Linked DNA regions of Mus musculus: region 1 is linked to region 2. Evidence: chromatin contacts called from public promoter capture Hi-C data. All regions are on one chromosome and are shown on one strand. Each heading gives the region's core, a stretch centred on a gene start, on an enhancer-like site or on the middle of the called end of the contact. The rest is flanking DNA. Distances are from core to core; before and after follow the strand shown.

What was found. Capture Hi-C pulls out chosen DNA fragments and counts their contacts.
Region 1: a contact with region 2 is called in a promoter capture Hi-C map of adipose tissue. The contact joins the promoter of Clec4a2 here to the promoter of C3ar1 in region 2. A contact is called at or near these places in 1 of 39 promoter capture datasets (macrophages), 1 of 115 datasets of contacts at active chromatin or transcription factors (bone marrow-derived macrophages) and 2 of 9 other capture datasets (adipose tissue and liver).

Annotation. Positions count from the first base shown.
Region 1 is chr6:123,121,296-123,125,293 of GRCm38.p6, reverse strand. Clec4a2 (C-type lectin domain family 4, member a2) reads right to left here and starts at 1,978. Exons shown (of 6, transcript NM_011999.4): 1 at 1,625-1,978; 2 at 208-324. The coding sequence starts at 1,706.
Region 2 is chr6:122,853,437-122,857,568 of GRCm38.p6, reverse strand. C3ar1 (complement component 3a receptor 1) reads left to right here and starts at 1,412. Exons shown (of 2, transcript NM_009779.2): 1 at 1,412-1,585.

The DNA.
Region 1 (3,998 bases), core at 729-3,228, 270 kb before region 2:
GTGATTTAGTTTCTATACTGAGAGTGGACTCCATTTTTCCCCAATAATTAAATTTAAGGACAAAGGGGAAGTCACAATAGAATCCCTTGTATTAATTTTCCATGAAGAATATTTCTTCTTCATATTTCCATTAAATGCCAACTGCTAGAGTGGAACCTCTCTTCATCTAAGGCAGACATGGTCCATTGATGTGTGCAGGATACTTACTGATAAAAGCAACTAAGAATGTGATTGCCAGCAGCAGGAGAAGTAGCATCAGGGATGTAAGAAGCAGTGAGGGGGAACCAGGCTTTCTTAGATCACGGATAGGTTTCTCTCTGGGAGCTAGAAGGAGAAGCACATTCATTTCGTGAGAAGTAAGTTTTATCTTTGTTTCTTCTTTTCCACCCTCCTCTTCTTCATTTTCCTCCATGACACATAGTTACTAATAGCAGAAACATTTAAAACAATAAAAAATGCACAGACTTATACTGTTGAAGTAACCGGTATTAATATTTTGAGATTTGAAAAAATACTTTGAATACATATATGTGTGTATACTTACATGTACACATTTATACAAATATATGTAAATATATATTACAAAAATACTTTATTAATGTTTTTCATAGAGTGTTTTGTTTCTTTGTGTGTGGTTTTGGGGGTTGGGTTTGTTTTTGTTTTGGCTTGTTTGTTCATTCATTTGTTTGTTTGTTTGTTTGTTTGTTTGTTTGTTTTTGGTGATGAAAGGTATAAGAAGCTAGTGTCTCTCTATGTAGTCTTGGATGGTCTACAACTCATTATGTAGACAAGACTGGCTTCAAATCTCCAGTGATCCTCCTGCCTCTGCTTCATGAATGCTGGAATTAGAGCACATGTGAACCTTTTAGCAAGTGTTAAAGTACGTATATATAATATGTTTCTCACATGATAACACAACATAAACATTGCCACCTGCCCTACAACTTTTCTTTGCATCAGTATTATAAATATATTTTCAGGTCACTGTACTTTCATAGTGTTCTTTACTGTGGTTGCAGTACTGTATATTTAAATCACTTCCAGACTATCCAAATATTAAAGACAAATATATAATAAGAGATAAATATTTCTAATCATAGTCCACCTCTTGAGCATAATGTCAGTCTGATAACCACTCTCAAATGGCTGGAAACTTTAGCGGAGCAACTGCCTATTAAGTGAGAGGTTTTGCTCTGATCTATCGTATAAAAGAAAAAAAAAAGTTCCTTCAGGATAAAAGCTCCAAACACTGAAACAGTTTTCATGAAGTTACAAAATTCTGTCAAGCGTAGAGGGGAGAGCTCACTATTAAACAATATGATTTAATTTTCAGAAAAATATATGCATTTATGTTCATTTATATAGAGCAGGAAATACAGCAAGATTCAAGGTATAGTTTTTGTAAATAACAAGAAAAAAACCATGCCAAGAAAGCTTTTCCTTCCCACTATACAACTCTACAGCTCTTCAAGTCAATTTACAGTTAAACAGCTGAGACTCCAGTAAAATACCAGATGGGAGCACTCAAAAAATCATTCACAAATACCACCTAACTTTGAGAATGACATTTCCTTTATCCTCCCATCTACATTAAGTACAGACAGGGATTTCTGTTTTGTTTTACCTGCAGGAGATTCTGAGTAGGTGTGCAAGGAGTTGGATTCATTCTTGAACTTCACTTCTGCATAAGTGATTTCTGAAGCCATATCAAGAAAAAATCTTCCTCCGTCAGAAGAGAGCCTTGTTCCTTCTCTAAGGCTCTATAGTATATGAGAACCAATCACTGTGATAAGTTGTCATATTGCACAGTTGTATGAAAGAAGAGACATGTCTCACTAGGATAAACGAGATGAGAACAAGAAACCACAGCATAGAATCACCAGGGCGAGATAAGGGAAATGCAACCTCTTAACATAAGAAAATAAGAATTGTAGCCCTCAAACCCACTCAGCAAGATATGCAAGTACTGCAAAGTGGGAACTCAAAGGGGGAAGGAAAGAAAGAGGAAGGAGGAGAAAGAGGAACCATGCTATTAGAGAACCCTGTTGTAAAACACTCTGCAGCACACATAAATTCACTCACTTCTATATGCAAATGTGGTTTCTGGAAAACCAGACAACATAAGCAAACTCTTAAGGCACAACGATGATTTTGACTGAACAGGAAAATTTTGATACCACATTGTAGTGGACCATTAGCCCTCACCATTGTGTGGATTCCCACTTTTTTCTCAGCTGCCACCAGTGTGGGGAAGGCAAAGTTCACATTCTGTTTCTTCTGAAGTTGCTCCTCTGAGCACTCTGCCTCCTGCCATAGATTCATAACTACCTGCATGGGGACTCTCCACTCACTTTGCTACTGGACATGCCCAGAGCTCCTGAAACAGCTCTGGATAGTAGCAGTGGTTGGACTCTCTCCTCTCCTTGTGCCTCTCTTCCCTTACTCCCAGCCCTCCTCAGCTCATGCTTTAAATGTTCACTGCACTGTTGGGAATAGTTGAGAGAATAAAATGGATCACAGAGTACAAGAGGGGACACTTACTTGAGCTGCTGGAGATGGAATCATTTGAGTCACTCCCACAGACATCTTCCAGCTCACAGCCACATGCTCAGCCTTCAGTTCTTCCAAAGACTTCCCTTCTTTGAATCTCCTCTAGCTACTTCCATGTTACACTACACATAACAATCAAACAACATGTGCATGCATAAGACACACAGAGAGAGAGAGAGAGAGTTTGTATTTACTGGTTTTCTTTTGCTTTTATATCCAAACATGCTGAAAACCATGGGTTAACACTATTACCCCCATTTTAATGTAAAGCCACAGGTTTCGTTTTATTTCCAAAATTTGGCATTTCTAATCTACATCTATGAGTAAAAACAAATCTATGCTCATTATCTCTATCTCAAACTCCCAAGTGATAATCTCTTGGATGCTCCCATCTCTTTCCCACAATGTTGCTCACACTTCACTTAGAGGCCTGTACTTTCTGGGTGGACTCCAAACCTCAGGTCAAGCCTATGTCCCCTAAGCTGGATGTGCTCTCATTCCTGGTGCTGATCTCTGGGAAGACTCCACTCAGCCTCCCTGGGTTTTAGCACACCACCAAGGTCACCTTGATGGGCAGAAACTCTCAACACCCTGGAAGGTACCAAGCAGCGACACAGAGATATCCCACCAAGCAGACAGCATTCTCACCTCACGATTCTCTGAAAGTGACACCATTTCTGCCTTCTGTGCATAGATACACTCCTCATCCTACTTGACTGCTAACACCCAATGTCAGGCCATCCACAACCAGGCATGGATATTCTCGTTACCTTAATAGACAGTAACGTCCCACAGTGAGTTTTCCACCATGCACACTCTTTACCCATGCCTGGTCTACCCTCTGCAAGGAAGCTTGTGGTGAGAATTTTGAAATTTTTACTTCTTTTAAAAAACATAGAAATATAAGAATATATTTTCATTCTGAATCTCAGGTGCAGCAACCTGTGCTTGTTTCAGACTTCCCACAGCAGCTGACGATAATTAACCTCATGATCTGGTGGCGGTGTGCTTATTCCAGTTTCAGAAAGTTTCTGCAATTGTGTCATGTTTGGAATCCTGGGAAATTTTCAGAGAGTATATAAATTCTAGAGCCCCGATAGGCAGAATTGGTGGTTAGTGGTTGTGAGGGGGAGGGGTTTTCAGATTATTAGTAGTCATGCTCAAAGAAGAAACAAGCAAGAGATTAGATTCAAGGATCTCTATCTTTCTCTTCTTTCTATCTCTCCTCTTTCTCCTATCTAGTTATATGGGGGTGAAATGATGAGGAGCAGAGATAAATGGTGGGAAAAGGTGAACCCAAAATGTAACAACAAATGGCAACTCAGCCTGTAGCTCAAAATTTAAGGATAAAATGAAAATTTTGATTTCAAGTGCCATAAAAGAAATGTTGGGGGGGGGGGATATGGGTATTTAAGAAGCCAGCAAAACGTTTATTGCATCTACTACTA
Region 2 (4,132 bases), core at 163-2,662:
GCAGACGACGGTGAAAGGAAGTTTTGATATAGCAGACACGTGAAAGGACACTTGAGGAAAGAATGTAAATATGACTCCACAGACAGTGGGGCATGAGCACTGAGCCTTGGTTTGGTTTGCTCTGTCTCCCCATTCTTCATTCACCTTATATAGCGTGGTTGAGCTCAACTCGTGGTAATGCAGCCATTGAGAGAAACTCACCCAAGGACTTCGGTTCCTGCAGCTGCTTGCCACTTTAGCAGCCTTGCCTCAGACCAGTTGGCATTCATGCCCGGTGTCTGCTGGTGGAGAGGACTGGATTGAAGCTGCTAGCTCATGTGTGGCATCTGCCTGCCTATAGGACTGGTCTACAACTGCTGAGTTGTATTTGGTGTTTGCTATGGGACTGAACTGCTGAGAAAGAAGACGGGGATTGCGCCCACCCCCCCCCAAAGAACTATTGCTGAACAGGCCCACTTCCACCATATTCTAATAACTTTTCTTCCACTCTCTCTGCTGGGTGGTAGGTTAGAGAAGAGAATGAACCTTATAATTAAAAGTAGGTTGCAAAAAATTTATGCTACACCTCCCAACTCAGCCATCTTTTTGTTGTTGTTCTTAAATGTGTTATTTGTTCTTTAACAAGTACATATGCATTCAACCTAACTTGATCATAGCCATCTCCCGTCGTCACACACACACACACACAGTTTTTTCCTGACCTGGGGATTAACCACAAGACCTAGGACATAGCAGACAAGTGCTCACCCACAATCTATATCCCTAGATCTTTTATTACTTTTTTGTCTTGAGATAAGGTCTTGCTAACTTTCTCAAGTTGGTCTTAAAATCACTCTGTAGAGGCTGGAAAAATGGCTTAATAGTTGAGTTCCCAGCACCAAATGAGTGACTGGCAAATCTATAACTTCAATTCCAGGGACCCCCCCCCCCATGCCCTTTTCTGGCCTCCATAGGTAGCAGGCACAAATATATGTACACACAAATGGGGGGGGGGGGAAGAACTCCTACACATAAAAGAAAATCAATAGATCTTTTAAATACCCCATTCTATGGGACTGGAGAGATGGCTCGGAGGTTAAAAACAGATCCCAGCACCCACATTAGGTTCCAGTTCCAAGAAATCTAGCATCCTTTCTTGGCCTCTGTGAGCAACCATATATGGCACACACATACTGATATAAAGATAAAATAAAGCAAATTTAAAGGGAAAAAAATAAAACCTCACTCTGTAGCACAGACAAGCCTCAAATTTCTGCCTGCCTGCATCTCAGCATCTCGTAGCTAAGGTGACAGGTTCCTGCAGGAAATATCTGTGTCCTGATCGGCCTCCTCCACCCGCCCTCCTCTGTCCTTCTGCTTTTCTTATCTACGCCGGCTAAGTTTAAGAGGTGACTCATGGAAAGGCCCTTCCTGTGCAGTCAGATAGCAGTCATGATCCTGAGTTCCCTTTACCCAGGGAAAAGTCAGTGCTCAGCAACTCGTCCAATGCACTTCACTACTTCATTTTGGCTGGACCAGACAGGATTTGTTGGTGGCTCGCAGATCATCAGTCCTGGAGCCTTTGGATTCCATCTCAGTGTGCTTGGTAAGAAAACATAGATGAGCCTTATAGTTCATGCTTGGTTTAGCCTGCTGATTATGTACAATGGCTTCAAGTTCCTTATCTTCTGTTTCCTTCTATTCTTTTCCCTAAAACTTTTTTTTTTTTTTTTTGAGAGTCTTACATAGAGCCTTGGATGGTTGGGAACTCACTACATAGACTGGGCTAGCCTTAAACTCACAGAGCTATATCTCCTTCTCCTGCGATTAAAGTTGTACACAATCATATCTGGTTCTTTCCCTAACTTTTGTTTTGTTTTGTTTTGTTTTGTTTTGTTTTGTTTTGTTTTGTTTTGTTTTGTTTTTGTTTTTCGAGACAGGGTTTCTCTGTGTAGCCCTGACTATCCTGGAACTCACTTTGTAGACCAGGCTGGCCTTGAACTCAGAAATCCGCCTGTCTCTGCCTCCCAACTTTCCCAAATTTTTATTTCTCCTGTCTTATCTCCATGTCTACTTTTATTTTTATGTAAATACTATACATTCTATTTATCTTGGCTTTTAATATTTTCATTCTGAAAATAATAATGAATTTATGTTATTTATTCCCCTAGATTATAGATCATGTTTTCTTCCCTTAGTTTTGCTTCTGTAATCATTGATCACATGTACACACATTTATTTTTATGTATATATACACACACACACACACACACACACACACATATATATATGCCCATATGTGGATTCTTCTTCTGTTGCTCTCTGTAACTCTCCCGTTCTTTGAGCTATTCCTTATCAAAATAGCTGGTTCTATCATTCCATAATTATTATTTGATATTTAAATCTAATTTTTACTCATCATAAATACATTTTAGTTTCAGGTTTTTTTTTAATTACTCTGGCCAACTCAATCCTGAAATCTTTATAAAAAACTTAAACATAGAGGGTTTTTGTTTGGTTTGGTTTTGGGGGGGGGTTGCTCAGAACTTGGGGAAATGTAATGTGGTCTTGTCCTGGATGACTTTTAGGGTGTGAGCTTTCAAGGAAGATCATTTGTGATATTTAAACTATTCCTCACAGCACGGAACTCAGTTGCTCTTACATTGGAATGTTTTCCTTTCAACTTCTGTTATTTTAAATCGCTATGTCCACTTTATTATCGAGACCACAGTTTCTCAGTCATGTGATCCCTGCAGTAAAAAAGAACAGTAACCTAGGCGTTATTAGGTGAGTAGCTGGGGCTCTCCCCGGCTGCGGTCACGTGAAAGCCACGTCATCTCCAGAATCTCAGCATCAAAAGCTGCACAGCGAGGGATGTCTGTGGGTTGCTCTGTTCCTAGCAGTCTCTGGGTGGGCTTTGCTCTCAGCATCTTAGGATGGTACGCATTGAGGTTGGAATGGGACACTAGATCCGAGTTCTTGCCGTTCACATAAGGGAATGGTAGGACTTGAAAAAGACAGAGACCAGAGTGGGTATCGTTTCTCCTTTTCTTCTTATTCTGTTGTTATCCTAACTTCTGCTTACCGCATAAGACTTGTCACAAACTTTTGTCAAGTTCAGCAGAATCGCTTCCAAATGTCCCAGCTTCCATTTAAAAACAAGCAAACCAAAAAATCAAATCAAATCAAATAAATAAAAATGGAGGAGGCTGAAGAGATGATCGGTGGTTGGGAGCAGTGGCTGCGCTTCCAGAACCCTGCTCTACCAGGGTTCAAGTCCCAGCACCTACATGGCAGCTCACAACTGTCTGTAACTCCAGTTCCAGGAAATCTGACACCATCCCACAGACACGCATGCAAGCAAAACAGCAACACACATAAAATGAAAATTAATCATTTTTAAAGATATAAACTGTTACTACATCCAGTAATGTTTGGGAATTTAAAATCAAGAGAGAAATTTAGAAGAGACAGCATAGGAATTAAGAAGCCATATGGGAAAAAAATAAAATGGCTAAAGACTAATATTTTTAATGTAATTGAAAATGAAAAAATTAAACCCGAAAGGTAAGCATCCCCCTGGCCGTGGGGGTACATGCGTTGTAATCCCAACATTTGGTAGACTGAGGCAGAAGATCTCCAGTTTGAGGCCAGCCTGGTCTATATAATCTAACTTCATCTCAGAAAAAAACAAAAGAAAAAAAAAGTGACCCTTGATCCATATGCTAAATGATATGGAAGAGGCATTTGTAAACAGGTCTTGTCTTTACCATCACACAGTTTAGGGCCACTATAAAAATTACAACCTAAGATTACATGTGCCTCCTCATAGGACATGTCAGAAAAAAATCAACCACACACTTCTACATTCATGTACATGAGTCAGCACACACATGTACAAGTGAGAGACCAAAGAATCAGTTTCTTCGAGGATTATAAGAGACTGTTTTAGATATAGTGCATTGAGGTTAACCTTGAGGAGTAAGTATTTTAATGGGTAGAATTTTAGTGTAGGGCATGGAAGAAGCCATTCTAGGGGCGTATTTCTAAGTGGAAACCATTAGCCCTGCTTAGGAATATAAAGCAGCATTGATCTGAAGGGATGAGACGTGGGCAGAAAGGATGCATTTGTCCGAGTGCTCAGAACTAGGGA